Regions from separate parts of the Mus musculus genome. Here regions 1, 2, 4 and 5 are each linked to region 3. The links are chromatin contacts, called in public HiChIP or PLAC-seq and promoter capture Hi-C maps. All regions are on one chromosome and are shown on one strand. Each heading gives the region's core, a stretch centred on a gene start, on an enhancer-like site or on the middle of the called end of the contact. The rest is flanking DNA. Distances are from core to core; before and after follow the strand shown.

Region 1 (3,431 bases), core at 60-2,559, 2.1 Mb before region 3:
AAGCTCTGTAGATTCTGGCTCGAGGTTGCAGTCAGCTCCTGAGTCTGGTCTTTGACCCTGATCAGTCAGTCCCAGGACATACGCTCCATAAACTATCCCTGTCTGCCTGAGATCAGTGTTTGGTGGTTTGTCTGGCGACTCCTTGACCCCAACAATATATATCTTAATTTTAAAATAGTGAAACATAATCAGCTTTTTGTTATTATGACAATATGACAAATACCGGAGAAAACATGAACTTAAAGGAGAAAATACTTATTTTGGCTCAGGTTTTTATCCATGGTGAACTGGTTTTGTTAGTGTGTGCTCGGCACAAGGCTGAACATCATGACAGGAAGGGGTAACACACATCTCTCAAAGGTATACTTCCAGGGACCAACTTCCTTTAACAAGCCTCCAAGTCCTCATATTCTACTAGCTTCTAATAGTGACATGGAACAATCAGTCAATATTAAACCGTTCATTAACTCAGAGTCTTCATGATCCAACTTCCTGAAAGCCCAGCTCTGAACACTGCCTATCTTCCTGAGCTTTCTGTGTGTCAAATATACATCCTGTCAATAAGTCCAGCTTTATGACATTAGTGTTCACAGTAGCTAACTAGGTAGTTGTATGATGGACAATCCAGTTTACTTTCTTTTTAAATCCCTTAAATGGGTAACCATAAACAAGCCCCGGGTAGTTTAAAGGTTGGGAGGCATGCAATAGAGTAGTCTTTATATTATGATACTAAAATAGATAAAATAGAAAAAATAAAACGACTAATGCCTCGGGAGCTTTACATTTATTTATAAAAATAGATTGATTAGTTAGTATATCATTTTGACATCCCTTGTCACTTTGGAAATTGCGATTCTGGCATTTCACTACTTAGAAGTCAAGAAGCTGAGATAGATGGGTAAGAGAAAAGATCCAAAGGTACCATTCATGCAGAACGTGGAGGACTCATGCACCCATTAAGTGACACCACAGCTAAGAGTTGGGGCTGGACAGAAGCAGGCTATGATGACCTTCACGATGTTTTCTGGCACGTGGAACCGCCGCATAGATTTGGAAGTTCCTGACTTTGAACCTCTGGCTGTCAGAGAATACAGCGCCACCGGCTACCCCGACCCGCCTGCCCAGCCCCCGTGACTAAGGCAGAGAAGGTTCCAGACTGGGCATCAGAAACCGGGGAAGGATGGGGCAGCACGAGATGCGCGCGGGTACTGTGAGCAGCCTGCACCCCATCCCGGGCACCAGCGGTGCTTCTGGGAAACGTAGTCTTTTGCGGTGTGCGGCGCTGGGGGCTGCCGGATGAGGGACTACGATTCCCTTCGGTCTTGCGCAAGCTTTGTGCATCGCGCTTGCGCGTTGTGGGGGACTATGCCGCTATAAAGGCTTGTTTTGCTCAGGGTCCGATGTTCGCGAGCGTGCCCGGGCTGTTTGCTCTCGTGTGGGGAGGCTGGGGTGCAGGTAGGTGACGGTTCACGCCTTTTTCATGCAGTGTCGGAGGCTGTCACGGGCTCACTTCTTTGGGCTCTCCAAGGCGGGGTGGGCGGTGGGAAGCCTCGGACGGGAGAAACGGGGCCTGTCTCGTTCCGATCTCGCGCGGTCCCCGGCTTGTTGGCGACCTCGCGGGCTGTGCGGAGGTCTAGATGTTAGAAGGCAGGAGGGGAGGTTTGATGGGTGGTCACGGCCGGCTCCACTCTCCGCGCGGCCACCAGGGGGAGCTGCGTTCGCTGTGGGTGGGTCGTGGAGCCTGTGCTCGCAGGCCCGGGGCTGGCATGGGAACGCCCTAGGGCCGGGTGGCGGAGCTGTCCAGAGAGAAGCCCCAACCTCCCTCCGGGACTGGAGGCTGTCAGCCACTTACTACGTAAGTCATTATCTATGTTTTGTTTTGTTTTTTGTTTGTTTGTTTTGCTACTGGTATGTGGAGGTACGTGGCATCAGCACACACAGCGAAGCCGAGGTAGAGATGGGAGCCTAGATCTTCTGTCACCAGTGTCCTTTTCGGTGCTGACACGCAAAGGAGCTAGTGGCTTTGTGTTTATAACACCTGGATTTGGTGTTTTCGTACAGATGTGGGAGTCTCGATGCAGGTGGGCACAGGAATGACCGGGGAAGTCTTGAGTTCCGAAGGGAGAAATGGATGGGTTTTACTGGGGTCTCTGGAGTAAGTGACAGGTGAGGGAGCTTGGAGGCACAGGTGGGCCCTGGGGGAGAGGTGGGGGGGGCGTGATAAGTGGTTCAGCTTCCTTGTAGCTTCCAGTAGCTTCCAGTAGCTGCAGGGCCTGAAGGAGCTTCCTGAGGCGCCTAAAACCTGAGAGATGTTGCGATAACAGAACTTGGAAACACCAACCTGGTTAGTTACAGTTCTCCAGGCCTACACAATGCCCCTCCCCCCTGCAGAATCGTCACATCCACCCCTCTTCACTGGAAAGAGAATTTTAGAGCAAAACCAGGTGGCCCCCAACCCTGTCAGTTTTGAGTCGGGGTACTAATGTGAGAGTCCCCACTTTGTTTATTCTTCTTTCTCCCTTTATAGTGCTGGCTTAAACCAAAATATGCCAGGTTTTCCTAGTCCTGATACACACACCCTTTCCTTTGGATTTGGCAGGGCTGGGGACTGGAAAGAACCTCTGGCCTACATGCTTTTATCACTGAGCCTAAGTTAGCATTAGTTTTATAAAAAGACTTTACATTAGCTGCAAGGGAGTTGTCTAGAAAATGGGAAGTATGAATTGCTCTTTGGGCTGGAGAGGGTCCTGGTGTAGTAATCCTTTCTTAGTTGATTGCTTCATATCCATATTCACCTTAGCCCTACTCTACCGGCTTCTGTGTGTTCTTCTTGTCATATCCCAGACACACAGAAGATGGTGGTCTCCTTGTGTTCAGTGTGAAGAAACAGTAACTTTATGGCTACTCAGGTGTTTGCATACTTTAAGGTGCTGCACCTTTATTTATTTATTTATTGAAAGTGAAGCTATGACATTGGTGAAGATCATGGGGACAACGATTCCCCATACCCCATTCTTATAGAAACTCGCTTTGTCTGGAAGGTTAGGGAAGTTAGAATAGGCCACTGAAGTCCTATCTTATCTCACCATTAGGAAAACAGTTGTTTCTGTCAAAACTGTCTTTGCTACCACAGTCTGTGTGTACACTTTACCGGTTCCGCTTCATAATATATGATTGAACACACACAACTGAGAAAAAACATTGCCTCGTACAGTTCTTCGATAACTTTCCCTGTTGTTCTTGATGTGTTTGGTGTTGTGAATGGGGTCCCTTGGGCTCCTCCCTTTTAAGCTTCCCCAGCCCCCTCTTGCCTATTTTTAAAGTAGCGAGTAATCTTCCTCTTCCAGATGACAATGGCAGATGCCAGATCTGTTTATAGCTTGGCTTTCGGAAGAGCCAGAGCCACAAGCGTTGTTTTTGCTTAGTAAGCT
Region 2 (3,297 bases), core at 534-3,033, 2.1 Mb before region 3:
TTAATTTGTTCAGATAGTGGCATTTGTCAGGTGTGCATGCTAGTGACACATTCCCCAGTTGCCCAGTATTTAGATATAAAGGAGTAGGACAGTAGTTTGTATGCATAAGAAGCTTTTAGTTAAGGGAGCCAGAGACCCAGATAAATTGGCACAGAATAAGAAGGGCCCTCATTTGTGGGTAGAATTAGAAGAGGGTGGAGGAGTGTCCCAGAAGAGATGATGCAGGCTTCATGTCGACAAAGCATGATGCCATGTGGGTTCATATTTTACATGTTATTTTAAGTCTCAGGATACCCATGGTTGTTAGTGTTTAGATTCTTTCAAGGTTCTTAAAGAGTTTTAGGCAAGGGTGCCTTTTGTTTTGAGGCATTCTTTCTGGAGAAGAGGGTGACCTGGGGCGGTGTCAAAGGGTGACCTGGGGCAGTGTCAAAGCCACATGGATATCTGATTGGCACATTGATAGTTGTAGGGTGACTTCCTCAGCCCCTAGAAGTTTCACACAGGCAGTTTGTGAAGGCTTTGGAAATGGAGATGAAAGATGACTGGGGTGCCTGTTAAGCGCTCTTCTAGATTTAAGATAGAGGCTTTCCTTTTGGGTTCATAGATTGGAGAGCGAGGAGCCAACCTGAGTGGTGGACAGCGCCAGAGAATCAGCCTTGCTAGAGCCTTGTACAGTGATAGAAGCATCTACATCCTGGATGACCCCCTCAGTGCCTTAGATGCCCATGTGGGCAACCACATCTTCAACAGTGCTATCCGGAAGCGCCTCAAGTCTAAGACGGTTCTGTTTGTTACACACCAGTTACAGGTATGGTACATTGTCTCCTAGGCTGCTCATGTGGGCTCAGTAATGAAGAGGGCTTGGGCCAGAGGTTCCTAGAGTTAACTGTTTTCATTTCCTCACCAAATAGCCAACGTAGCAGTCCTTTGTGTGGCCGTCTGAATCGGGGGTCCTTGGAACACACTGGTTCTGCAGCAGACCTACAAATTAAAGGGCTGAGAAGAGCAGATAGAAGTGGACTTTGGAAGGGAGTTAGTGGTAGGAAGCACTGAGGTGGCATCTGTCGATGAGAACAACAAGCGCAGTTTGTACTTTCTCCCCATCAGTCATGGCAGGCATTAGAAACCCACTTGGGATTATCGCTGTCTGAGCTGACAGCCTAAGTTTGGGGCCTAGTTTCTCTTTTTTGTAAGTTCTATATACTTCTGCACACAGTGAAAGGATTTGAGTTAATTTATTTGAGACACTGATTGTCTCTTGCTTTGTAGACTAGGTTGGCTCACCCACCTCTTCCTCCTGAGTATGGGATCAAACGCCTATGCTATACCACACTCAGCCAGGATATAAAATGTCCTGGGAAGCTTTTGTAGCTCCACCACCCAATGTTGTAGAGATTATCTAGTCCTGTCCTGGGGTTTCCACCCTGCCTTTGGCTATTTAGTTCCTGGATAAAAGACACACTCAACCCTTATATTTACAATAAGCCTTAATCAGCACAAGAACTGGGCACGTATACCCTCTATGCCACTAGAGTCTAATCCGTATTGGTGTTGATAACCCCGAGTTATTACTTACTATGTTTCATCTCCAATTGGCCAGCCCTCAGGATGGCATTTTCATGACTCGCCTGCCCCATGGTGGCTTCTCTCTCTTCTTCTACCTTCTCTTCCTCCTATTGTTCTCCCCCACCCTAAAGCCCGGGAACCCTAAACCCCTCCTGTGTCTCATCTGCTCAGCTATTGGCTGTCCACATCTTTATTCACCAATCAGAAATAACTTGAGGGTAAGGTCTGTGTGTGGACTCTCTTGTTTCTGGGACAACCAGGTCTTGGGAACCCTCACTTAGCATTATAATAGATGGCAAAAGACGAAACCTTAACACCAGAAGACATAAGAAATTCTATCTGACCTGTGTCATAGGGCGCAGTAAGGTAAAGCAAAGGCTCTCAGTCTTGAGACTGTAGACTGCTGATTCGTTGTTTGGCGGGGGTAGTCTGCTGTATGCATTCAGGTCTTGGTCCACTGTACCCCAGTGGTATCTTATTTTGACAACCTGAAATAGTCTCATGTTGTCAAATGGGCAGCCAAAGCATCTCTGGTTGAGACATACCGAGTTAAGATTGGAGGTTTGAATGTATTTGCGGGAATATCAGCAATTTGTGTTTCCTCGCCATTGTCTCCAGTATCTGGTCGATTGTGATGAGGTGATCTTCATGAAGGAAGGCTGTATCACAGAGAGAGGTACCCATGAGGAGCTGATGAACTTAAATGGGGATTACGCTACGATTTTTAATAACCTGTTGCTGGGAGAGACACCCCCAGTTGAGGTAAGGCTTACTGCGTTTATATGTCTCATTTCTACACAGGCAGGCATGATGGCATGGAAGCCAGAAGAGCCCAGTTTAACTCTGTTTGCCTATGGGTTCCCACAACCACACTTTTGTGCTGTGTTCACCTGCTCCTTCTCCTGTGGAAGAGCAGGATGAGGAGCGGGTGAGGGCTGGAGAGGTTCGCTCCTTAAACCGACTAAAGCAGTGTGAGGCTCTCTGTGGACATACAAGTAAACAAGGGGTCAGTCAGGGAGGGGAGTTACATACTGTGTGTGTTTGGAAATAATTCATGGTGTCTTGGATCCTGATTTGGCGCTGAGGTTATTGGGTTAAATACTTTAGATACCATATTATTAGACATTTTATTAGAGTTATATGGCCAAATACGATCCTTTCCCACTCTCAGAGAGGAGAAAATGGGCTCAAGTGAGCTAAGCAGCTTGCTGACAGGACAGTTCAGTTCTCCAGTTTGTTGTGTTTGCGTCCACCTCCCCTGCAGCACCCAGAGGTGTCGGCTTTCAGCCCATCACAGGAACTCCAAGCTAGACAGACTCAGCGTGGAGCAGTCCCAGAGGACATGCTTCCTTCCTGTCAGTGCCCCTCTCGCCTAGGGTCCCGGAGTGAAGTAGGCTGGGCTTGGAGGTTGCTGCAGGATGTTCCCCGGCCTCCCTCTCCTGTCACCTCAGTGGTTTGTTTTTGCAGTATCCCATGCAGTGCAGCTCACTGTTGCTTAACTGGCTGGTTAGACCTTGTGGTAGACTTCCTGCCTTGCTGGGATTACCAGTGACATCCCAAGAGACACTGCGGTACAGATTTAAGTTTTCCTCCTCCTCCTCCTCCTCCTCCTCTTCTTCTTCTTCTTTTTTTTTTTTTTTTTTGGTTTTTCGAGACAGGGTTTCTCTGTGTAGCCCTGGCTGTCCTGGAACTCACTCTGTAGACCAGGCTGGCCTCAAACTCAGAAATCCG
Region 3 (3,473 bases), core at 37-2,536:
CCAGAGGTTCTGAGTTCAATTCCCAGCAACCACATGGTGGCTCACAACTATCTGTAATGGGATCTGATGCCCTCTTCAGTTGTGTCTGAAGAGAGCAATGGTGTACTAATATAAATAAAATATATCTTAAAAAAAAAAATAGATACAATCTCCCCAACCTTAGGGATATAACTCAGTGCTTTTAGCATTAACACAAGTGTGCTGAGACCGTGAGTTCTTCAACATGTTACCCTTTAGTCGTGTTTTTAGCATCCACTTTTCATGTCCAGCAGCAATTACTGAAGTGTTTGCCTAACGGCAGACAGTTTTCTATAAAATTTTTATTACACTTATTGACTTGAATCAGAACCTAAAGGAAAGCTAAACTATTTGAGGTTCTGGATAGTATAAATATAACTTATCCCCACCTTAGTCCCGGGCTTATAGCAATGAAGTAATGGTTTGTGGGTTCGGGATTTGAAGGGCTCAGGAACAGACCTGGCTAACTTCATTTTGTTTCTGAGTCACTTCTGTCCTAAAGAATTTTCCTAAGTCTCATACTGCTACCACGGGTGTCAGATGAGTCTGGAACTGCTTAAGTTTCTTTATGGTCTTTGGCACTGACACAAGTCTGCAAGGCCTACCTAAGGTCCACCCCAAACTAAAAGGACCCCCAATCGGCTCTGCTTCTCCTTCCTTTTTTGACACGGAGGATGCTGTAAGCACAGCGAACATTTTTAGTCATCAGATCTTTGTCCTTCCTGGTGTGATGATATTGCGAGTAAAACTCCTTTCCTATCCTCCGCATCGCGCATCTTATCCGTTGACTTTCTAGGATGGGTGTACCTCCAACATTGTCCTTGGGACGACCCAGAGCCGGAGGTCCATTGTCATTCGCAAACTCAAAAGTGACTATTGAGCTCAACAGAGGCCAGCTCATAGATGAGCTCCCAGCGTCCCTCGCACTCCCGCGCTCCCCGGCTCCCGGCAGCCTCTACGCGCCTCTCTCCCGGCGCGCCCCGCGGCCGCAACTCAGCCCCACCCGGAGCGACAGCCGTTAGAAGTGCCAGGCTTGCGGCTGGTCCCGCCCATCCCGGTCTCCATAGCGCCTCGCAATTGGGCCGCGCGCGCCTCGCGCTGCCGATTGGCGGCCGCCTCAGCCCGCTCCCGGCTCCCCCAATGCGCGGAGGCCGTGCGCCGTGATTGGTAGCCCTCCGCCAAGGCCCGCCTTCCGCTCGCCCGCGCGGCAGCGGGTCTCAAGAGCCGAGCGCTTTGCAAGGGCCTTCGCGGGTTGTGGCGGCGCCGGGGTCGGTGAGGGTCGACCGGCTGTGGTCGGGCTGCGGGCGGCTCGGGCAGGTCGCGGGCGCCACAGGTAGGTGCGGGGCGCGATGGGCGCCCCGCGGGCGGCGGGCGCTGCGGCCTGGAGAGGCTGCGCCCTTTCCTTCCCTCCTTCCACCCCCACCCCTCCCGGGCGAGGCCACAGGCCGGGGCTCGGGGCGGGGCGCGGCGCGCTAGGCGGGCTGGGCCACGCGGAGTCGCGGCCTTTGTGCAGTGGGGGCCGGGCCCGGAGCCCAGGCATCATGAACGTAGGGTGCTGTCTGCCTGGTAACGAAGCCCCCTGGGCGGTGGGCCCGAAGCCATTGCCTCGCCTTCTGGCGGGAGAGGTGTGGGCAGGGACACCTCAACGCCCCGAACTCCGCCTGTTTTGTTTGGAAAAAGCCAAGAAACCGCCCAAGTCTCCACCAAATTACCCGTGGATGAAGTGTCATGTAGCTTATCAGAATGTGGTTTTACAGTAACAATGAACGTTGTAGAAATAAATGGCAAGTGGCAACCTGTTGACAGCGATACATGTCAAGTAGTATCATCCAGTGGATTTGGGTTGCTGATGGTAGGAATTTGATTTGCCATCTTGCATGCTTGCATGTACCTTATTGCCAGATGCAGAGATGTCCTGTGTTGGGTTGTTGACTCTTGTATGCCAATCACTATTAGGGTGCCCACTCTCTGCTGGCTCAAACTAGACTCCCAGCCTTGGAAGTGGCTCAGTTCCCACTGTAATCCATCACTAACCGAAGATAGTGAAAGGCTGGCCCAGCTAGTGTGGCCTTTCAGTTTAGAATAGGATTTGCGGGGTGACAAAGGAATTGATGAGGTCATACTGCCTTTGGGTTGAGCGGGAGGCTGCAGCTGTAGCACTGGCCATCCGTTCAGCAAGTAGGAGTTGTTCACATGTTTTGGGTAAGCCCTGTGCCAGGGTCCAGGGGAGCCAGCAGTGGGTCTGACTTGCTCACAGTCTAATTGGCAAATCAAAATCTGCATCCATAGGTCCAGTCAGCTGAAGAATAGTGAGGTTTACAGGCAGGAGGGCTACCCTTTGAGCTGTGTTGCCAAACATGTGGAGCAGGCAGTTCACAGTGGCTGTCTGAATTTTACCTTGTGAGAAACATGATTTTGACTGGTTTGCCCAGTTTGGCCTTCTCTTGTCATCATTCCCCTCCCATGTGATCCTATGTACTTTTCACATCAGTTTCCTTTGACATCTTCCATGACTCCCATCTCCAGTACTGTCTGTCCTCCCTTCTGATCTCCAATCTCCTGCTTCTAGTTGTCTATTCCACTTTAACACCAAATAGGTTGATTCACTCCAAGAGATAACCACAGTCCGTGCCAGAACAATCCTTATGCCTGTCTAAAGTCACCTTGGTGCCTCTCATAGGCCTGCATGTATCTCCTAAGAAGCCTTGCCACCTGTTTACAACACCAGACCATTTCCCAGAAACTGTAACCTAAAGTCCCTGTCCAAGCTATCTGGTGAGCTTTTAAACTCTTCTAATTTGATCCCTACTCTTACTCTCTTAGGTTTTCTGGACACAGAGTGATTCATTAAATTGTAAGGTGTTATAAAACTGAGGTAGTGCAGACTTAGGCCTGCTTGTTTGAGTGGCAAAGCAGCTGTACCACTTCCTAGCTTTGTAACCTTGAGCAAATTGTTTAACCTTTCTGTCAGAGTACTGAGTGAATTGCATAAAATCCTTAGAGCAGGACCTGTGTGAGGTTTAGCTGCCATTGTTACCCATGGATCAGTGATACCACTGTTTTGATCCCTTCTGTGCAGTATCCTGCTACTCAAGATAAAAATGTAAAAAACTGAATACTTGTTGCCCAGGTCAGTTTCACTCAGCATACTATCTCTAGCGTGGCCACACCATGGCTCTGCCCCAGGGTCTTTGCTTTTCCTTTAAGTATCTTCTACAGTGACCCTCCTTTTTACTCTTGTTAACCATCTGGCTCCATCTATTTCATCCTTGGGTGGGCACTGGCTGTAGAACCTTGTGTAATCTTTTAGAAGCTGCTTTCTAGATTTTTATCTTGCTTTGTTTTAGCAGAATATTTGTCAGCATGTGACATCATAGATACGTTTCTTGTTATTATCCATCTCACACTAATATGCTCTGTGGGGGAAGTGTAATTGCTCTGTGGGGCAAATGTTT
Region 4 (3,549 bases), core at 729-3,228, 2.0 Mb before region 3:
TGAAATCTTCTTAATCCACCAGTTGTTCCTCCAGCCTCCATTAGAAACAAAACAAAACAAAACAACCCTTAACTAAGAAAAAAAGCCTTTACTCCCAGCACTTGGGAGGCAGATGCAGGTGGTTCTCTGTGAGATGAAGGCCAGCCTGCTCTATAGAGTGAGTTCTAGGTCAGCCTGGGCTACACAAGCAAAACCTTGTCTCAAGAAACAAACAAACAAACAAACCCCCAAACCTAAAAGAAAAAAAACCACAAAACACTGGTAGCACGTCATGAATGAGAAGAAAAAAAAAAAAAGAAAGCAAGTGGCTGGACTAGGTTGATAGAGAAAAACTAAAGGAGGGAAATTAAATAGGAGGGCAACAGGGACAAGGTGGGTAGTGAAGTCGTGGCTAAAGGTAGAGTGGAGGGAGGGAGGTAAAGCAATGCAGCAAATAGCCTAAAACAAGCCAAATTCTGCAGACTCTGCACAGACCCTGAGAGTCAGGCGGCCAGCCTGTGATGTCTGGGGAGTGAGAAGAGGGGTGGAGATATATATGACGGACACAGGCTGGCCCACACTGGTTCTGGTTTCAGTTGGCTCAGTCCATCCATCTTTATGTTGGCCCATTTGGCCTACACTGACTTTGAAAACATGGACAATAAGAAACAATTGTGTATTTAATCTGTGAATGAAAACATAGAGTCACACAAAGTGGGTATCCCTTAACAACCAAACTCCTCTGCATCCCATATCTAGAAGCTACAAACAATGACTGGGGTCCCTTAAGCATCTCCACTGGTGCTGCTACCCACAGTTATGCAGTGTGTTCTGACTCTTTCTGAATAAGGGTCGCTCCCCATGTTCTTCATTCTCGAAGCCTGGAAACACTCAGCCCAGACCTTTACCACCAGTAACAGAAGAGTTTCTAAGGGACCCCCACCCCCACCCATTCTCCTTTTCCCTCTTGAAATAAATGAGATGACAGAGTAGTCCTGGAGGTGCTTCTGATAGACTCCAATCTAATAATATAAACCAAGGGCCATAAAATTGCAGAGGGAGTTAAAAAGTCTCTTTTACTATAAGTGAGGTTTGTTGTGAGTTCTAGAAAATTGCGGATTTATAGTTAGGAAAGGAAACATGCCATGCTTAGGCATTACACATGATTCCCTGCTACTGTAACATTCTTATTTGAAACATTCCTGTAGAAAGGGAACATTGTTCTCAAAGCAAATGTTAATTGTGCTGGGATACTTGACTCTCAGTTGTCTAGAGATCAACCAGACTCAGGTGTAGGAGACCCTCTCCCTTCCCTTGCTTCTTCAACTGAAACACTTGGGGCTCTGTCTTTGGCTATCAAACTTCAGTAATGGAACCACCCCAGAAATCTCATGCTGGAAGGAAAAAGCCTGAGTTTCTGGGGGCAGCCAGTAACTACAGAAGGATTTGCAACTTGTCAAGGGGGCAGGCTTGGAGAAGGAGGCTGGATCAGGGGTCGGGGGTGACGGGTGAAGGGTGATTGGTGAGGGGACACAATTTCCTTATACTGCACACTTCTTGCCTTCCATTTAAACCTTATCTTTATGTTAGACCTGGAAGATGAACGTGGGGAGTCATTGAATTTCATCCTCTCAGTGTGGTCCCATTTAATAAATCGTTTTCTGCTTTTCACAATCAGACAGATGTCCAAGCCTGGCGAGTTAAGGTTGCCACTGTACAGGGCCATTTCCCTTTTCTGAGACTATAAAGCACAGTGAAACGGTGTCTTGTGGTTAAATGTGATAACCTGAGGGTGTCTGATAACACAGCGTTACTCAAAGCCTCAAGTTTTCCCCAGTCACTCTCACCAGAAACTTCCAAGGTGGCGCTGGTCTGAGAAGAGGAAGACCGGAACTGAACGGCCTCCAGGTGGCGCTCTAGACCACTCCTCCGCGCTGTGTGGCTTTTTTTTTTTTTTTTTTTTCTTCGCCCCGGAAGTGATTTCTAGGCCGGGGTTAGAGAGGTCGGGCCATGGTGGGGCAGAGGTTGGGAAGATGGCGTTGCAAGGTTGGGTACAGCGAGGCTGGCGCTGCGGTCCGGCGTGGGCGCCTCCCTTGGGTGGCGGCTACCGGGAGCTCTCTGCGACCCAGGCCCCGCGGCTGCTTGGACGCAGGTAATGGCCGCCGCTTCCAGCTCCCCCGGCTTCCCATGAGCTGGGGTTGCGCGCATCCTCGGGGGATAGGTAGCCGTGTGGGGCTCCCGCTTTCCATTGTTTACGAGGTCTTTGCTAAAGCTGACTCCTCCCTGCCTAGCTTTTCCTTGGTCCTCCTTTCCCTACTGGCTTCTGGGTGCCGAGCCGCGAGAGGTGTCTGGCCGAGCCCGGCCCGGTTCTCCGGACCCGCGGTCTTTCCTAGTAGTTCCGAGGGATGTGATGGAAAGGGGAACTTCTGAGCGTTAATTGCATGTCCGGCTCATATTCTTGAAAGGGCTGTACTGCTGTAGGAAGCACGTGGCCTTTCCGGCCGGCCGGATCTTACATGAAGTGTAATAGAAGAGAAATTCCATAGCAGTTGAATTAATACTGACGTTGAAACTTAGTCCGAAGATGTCAACTTTGCAACTTCTACCTAATTGATGGTACCATACACACCAAGGGGCCTGAGGTCTTTATAAACGTGTGAGCTAGCCAGAGATGAGATTGAGCCTGGCGAAGGCACCACCTGATCTTAAAATTCACCCGAGGTGGGCACAGGTCTGTAATCTCAACTCTCAGTAGTCTGAATCAGGAGGATGGCGAGTTGGAGCCAAGCTGGGAAAGGCTGAATTATAAATAAATAAACAGCACCTGGACTATATGTAGATTCATTTCCCAGGTGCCACCCAAAATCAGAATCTTGGAAAGTGGCGAAAGCGGAAGAACCTGCTCCTCAAGTGAAGCTTATTAACATCTGTGGAAAAGTTGCATATGGTGTAGCTTACTGGCTAACGTTTAAAATCAGGCATTGCTTTTAAACAGCTTGGTGTGGTCAGACTTGCTTGTAAGCAGGGTTAGGCGTTCAAGGCTAGGCTGGGCAGCAGAAGACTGGAAAAAAGAAAGGAAGAAAAAAGTCTTAAACAGGTGGAACTGGGGAGGTGCCTTGGAGGTAACAAGATTTCTGTGATCCTGTTGATTTGCTGTGATAGTTTCGGGAAAAGGCAGCAAAAGAAGTGGACACTTCATCTCTGAGGAACCTCATTGGTAGGGTGCTTGTCTCTAGTAACACCACAAAACTTGTCAAAAGAGTTTAGCCTACCTATCATGGTGGCTCAGGCTAGTAATCCCGGCACTTGGGAGGTGGATTAGGAGTAGGAGCCAGACTGTCAGGCCACCATGGATTACTTGAGGTCCTGTCTAACCCTCCCCTCAGTACATGTGGTATTAAAATTTATATGGAAACTTGGAAACTGACATTCTTAATCTTGTGGTTATGGGAGAATGCATTAGATGAGAATGTGGGTGAACCTGAAGTGGCTTTGCTCTTGTCTCCACATGTATGAACTTAATAGGGAATGGGAGTTGCTCGCTTTGTAATCACTAGTCTGTTTTGAGCC
Region 5 (3,341 bases), core at 775-3,274, 2.2 Mb before region 3:
GGAAATTTGGTGGAAAAATAAAGATGCCCTTCCAATAACATACACTCTGGAGCCATCAAACAAAAAGCAAAACTCACAGGAACAAACTTTGAAAGACTCAGAAATTATCAAAAGATGGCCTAGTTGGCTATCACTGGAAAGAGAGGCCCATTGGACTTGCAAACTTTATATGCCCCAGTACAGGGGAACGCCAGGGCCAAAAAGTGGGAGTGGGTGGGTAGGGAAGTGGGGGGCAGGGTATGGAGGACTTTTGGGATAGCATTGGAAATGTAATTGAGGAAAATACGTAATAAAAAATATATATTAAAAAAAGAAAGAAAGACTCAAAATCACAGGCAAGCCTTTAATTTTGGTCCCTGGGACCTCAAGGCAAAGGAAGCTGCAGCAGTTTACCTCGGGACACGTGACGAGAACACTAAACCTCACAGGAGCTCAGAACAGATTCAGTGTTCTCCTCCTCACATCAACTCTATCCTGGAAGAACTGAAAAAAGACGGAGAATCCTGGAAAGGAAAAATTATGAAGCCTTACTGTAAGTGTTCTTTGATCTGAGCAGCTTTCCAGCAGCAAAAGACAAATGTTTCCTGTACACCCGTGGCAGTCAGGAACTCCAGAGTATAGTCAATTAGCGCAACGTTGGCCAGGGGCAAGAGGACCTATAGGGCAGGAAAGAAAAAGTCTGAGATCTTCAAGTCAGGATTATACTTTGGTATACTTTGGTTTGCAGACACTATAATCGACTTTATCCTTTTATTCTAAAGCAAACAGGCTCTAAGGGTCAGTCTAAGGCTCTGGAATTTGAGCCTAGTAGGCATGGTATCAGACACAAACATGTTCTAGGAGCCCAGTGCTGGCATTAAGGACAAATGTTGGCCCTAAGTCATAGCTCTAGAACTCTAAGCACTAAGGTCTTCTTCATAGAATTTCCTTCTATTGTTCTATTGCCACTAAGAGTCACAGAAATCATTCAAACACTTGTCAAAAATGAACAGTCGTTAGCCTTAGGAATTCTTTTTTTTTTTTTTTTTTTTTTGTGGTTTTTTGAGACAGGGTTTCTCTGTATAGTCCTGGCTGTCCTGGACCTCACTTTGTAGACCAGGCTGGCCTCGAACTCAGAAATCCGCCTGCCTCTGCCTCCCGAGTGCTGGGATTAAAGGCGTGCGCCACCACGCCCGGCTATTAGGAATTCTTAAGTCAAAGGCAAATCCCTATTTGAATGAACTATGGATTGCTGAGCGACCCAGTAGTCTGCAAGCGCAATGCCTATTTCCTATGTCTAGGTAATTCCTAGACTGATGGCAACCCACTGGGGTCCCCTTTCAGCAGATGGGAGGAAAACAGCCTGCTGAGAGCTAGCCTTTTTTCCTTTAGGAATATATTACCATTGCCTTTATCTAAAGCAATTTCTTTAAATTGCCCATGTCCTGCAAGGTTAAAGACAGTGGAGGCCCCTCTTGTGCTACTAAATCCCCCGGGGAAGCCTTCTTTCAAGCATTGATTCTACACACAGCCCTCTCCATCCTTCCCAAGGCTGGGTGTATAGCCCTGCGAGAATCCATGTGTGCTAGTTACTCATCTGATCGGACAGCCTCCGAGGTTTCAGTCGGTCTCTCCACCTTTTCCTAACCAGATAAGCTCAACTTGAGGGTAACTTCCAGAGCACGCTTCACTAACCAGCTGCAGTGGCAACCTGCGGCCCCGCTACCCTCGAGGCCGGCAGACTGCTCGCGAGCCGGGTGCTCACCCGAGGCTGGTCCTTGGAGATGGGGAAGAAGCGGCGGTTGAAGCTATCGGCCACTAGAACTGCCTGGAGGGGCGGCGGCGGCTCCTCCTCCGCACCTTGGGTTCCCCCGCCGCCCGAGCCGCCGCCGCCGCGTTTGCTCGCTCGGCCGGCCGCAGCGCCAGGCACCGCCGCAGTGGCTGCCATCTTGCTTCGCAGCCAGCACGTCCGCCGGGAAGTCACACGGCACGCAGTAGGGGACAAAAAGGACTCACAGTCAAAACGCGAAGGTGTAGTTGCAGGGAGAGAAAGAGGAAGGAATGCGCATGTGTGTACCAGCAGACCCCACCCACCCCGTGCAAGACCAGGGCGTGGCTGACCGCAGTAGGTGCTACTGGGAGGTGTATGCACCCCAGAGGGGTGAGATCCCACCGTTGTCTACTTAGTCAGTGAGTGCTGTTGGATTGGACAAGCTAAGAAGGCAGCGAGCTGGATAGGCTTGTGATCGCTGGGCAGGAGCCTACAGCTCCTCTGCCCAGAGTAGGATAAAATTTGTAGTTCTCAGGGATTGGAGAGATCACTCAACAGTTAAGAGCACTTACTGCTCTTGCAGAGGATCCACGTTCTGCGCCTGGCGCTCACGTGGTAGCAAGCAACTATTCACAATTGCAATTCCAGGGTGTCCGACACACTTTCGACCGGGCACTGGATGCCTGTGGAAAACACTCATCCACATAAATCTAAATATAAAATGAAGCTCCCCACTTGCAGTCTAGTAATCTAAGGGGATCTGGCATCTTTGGGAGGGAAACCACGATCTGCACAAATACTGGACATGGAGGCAGGCTGTAGATTTTTACTGAACACACACCTATTATGGGTGCTCCCTCCCCCCTTGCCAGAAATACGACCTAGAGCGACAGGCATTTCTTAAACCCTCAAATCGGAACCAAGGGAGCACGCCCAACTAGTGAGTGGAAAAACTGCTGCTGGAGCTCATCTGACTCCCATGGTTCTGAAAGAGTAGTAAACTCAGTGCTCCAAGGTATGCTAATCATAAAACAGATAGCGACATTCCTCCACCCACCGGCTTCCTGGGTTCAAAGAGTGTTAATTCAAAGAAAGTCACCCTGACCCACTCTGACCATTGCTGGAACCTGCAATGCAAATGTGCTATCGTTAGGGGCTCTTAGAAACTGTCTTGAGAGTTAACAATTACCAGGTATTCCTTGTGACACCTGTGACTCTGTACTTCCTTGTGACTCTTAACTGGTATTTTTGGTATTTTCCAACAACGCCCTTCCCACCTCCTTGAGTTGTGGTTCCTTCCTTTAAATACCCCCTTATCCAGCTACTCGGGGCGCCACAGTCCTCTACCCCTGCGTGGTGTATGACCGTGGGCCCGAGAGCGCTCTTGAATAAAAATCCTCTTGCAATTTGCAGCAAGACCGTTTCTCGTTGGTGATTTTGGGGTGTCGCCTCTCCTGAGTCAGAACGTGGGGGAGTCCTCACGTTGTGGGTCTTTCAGTTCCACAAGCGTTATCCCAGATGAGGCTGGATCTAAGAGCAGGAGTAAACTGGGTAGGACTGGGGCGTAGTAGCAAGCTTTTCAGGCTAGACT

The links. Promoter capture Hi-C pulls out the DNA fragments that hold promoters and counts their contacts. HiChIP or PLAC-seq counts read pairs in DNA pulled down with a chosen protein or histone mark.
Region 1: a contact with region 3 is called in a promoter capture Hi-C map of pre-B cells, with 10 times the contacts expected there. The contact joins the promoter of Abcc5 here to the promoter of Dgcr8 in region 3. A contact is called at or near these places in 4 of 39 promoter capture datasets (the C10 cell line, cranial neural crest, hippocampal neurons and 1 more) and 1 of 484 Hi-C or Micro-C datasets (B cells).
Region 2: an H3K27ac HiChIP or PLAC-seq map of embryonic stem cells shows a contact between it and region 3, with 2.9 times the contacts expected there. The contact joins the enhancer-like site here to the promoter of Dgcr8 in region 3. A contact is called at or near these places in 5 of 39 promoter capture datasets (the 3T3-L1 cell line, 3T3-L1-derived adipocytes, hematopoietic stem and progenitor cells and 2 more) and 1 of 115 datasets of contacts at active chromatin or transcription factors (embryonic stem cells).
Region 4: a promoter capture Hi-C map of pre-B cells shows a contact between it and region 3. The contact joins the promoter of Parl here to the promoter of Dgcr8 in region 3. A contact is called at or near these places in 5 of 39 promoter capture datasets (cranial neural crest, embryonic stem cells, hippocampal neurons and 2 more) and 1 of 115 datasets of contacts at active chromatin or transcription factors (astrocytes).
Region 5: a promoter capture Hi-C map of pre-B cells shows a contact between it and region 3, with 11 times the contacts expected there. The contact joins the promoter of Eif2b5 here to the promoter of Dgcr8 in region 3. A contact is called at or near these places in 2 of 39 promoter capture datasets (hippocampal neurons and pre-B cells) and 1 of 115 datasets of contacts at active chromatin or transcription factors (astrocytes).

The regions. Positions count from the first base shown.
Region 1 is chr16:20,424,272-20,427,702 of GRCm38.p6, reverse strand. It overlaps Abcc5 (ATP-binding cassette, sub-family C (CFTR/MRP), member 5), which reads left to right and starts at 1,309. Exons shown (of 30, transcript NM_013790.2): 1 at 1,309-1,455.
Region 2 is chr16:20,374,022-20,377,318 of GRCm38.p6, reverse strand. Abcc5 (ATP-binding cassette, sub-family C (CFTR/MRP), member 5) reads left to right here. Exons shown (of 30, transcript NM_013790.2): 15 at 605-808; 16 at 2,185-2,328. Among named protein-coding and RNA genes, the nearest start is that of Cyp2ab1, 50 kb to the right of the region's middle. Within about 2 kb of position 1,783, at least 24 of the 459 cell types and tissues checked have an H3K27ac peak or open chromatin away from gene starts, as enhancers often do. A contact at or near this core is called in embryonic stem cells, where this site is marked.
Region 3 is chr16:18,286,981-18,290,453 of GRCm38.p6, reverse strand. It overlaps Dgcr8 (DGCR8, microprocessor complex subunit), which reads left to right and starts at 1,286. Exons shown (of 14, transcript NM_033324.2): 1 at 1,286-1,351.
Region 4 is chr16:20,300,791-20,304,339 of GRCm38.p6, reverse strand. It overlaps Parl (presenilin associated, rhomboid-like), which reads left to right and starts at 1,978. Exons shown (of 10, transcript NM_001005767.4): 1 at 1,978-2,131. The coding sequence starts at 2,013.
Region 5 is chr16:20,497,500-20,500,840 of GRCm38.p6, reverse strand. It overlaps Eif2b5 (eukaryotic translation initiation factor 2B, subunit 5 epsilon), which reads right to left and starts at 2,024. Exons shown (of 16, transcript NM_172265.2): 1 at 1,745-2,024; 2 at 532-656. The coding sequence starts at 1,927.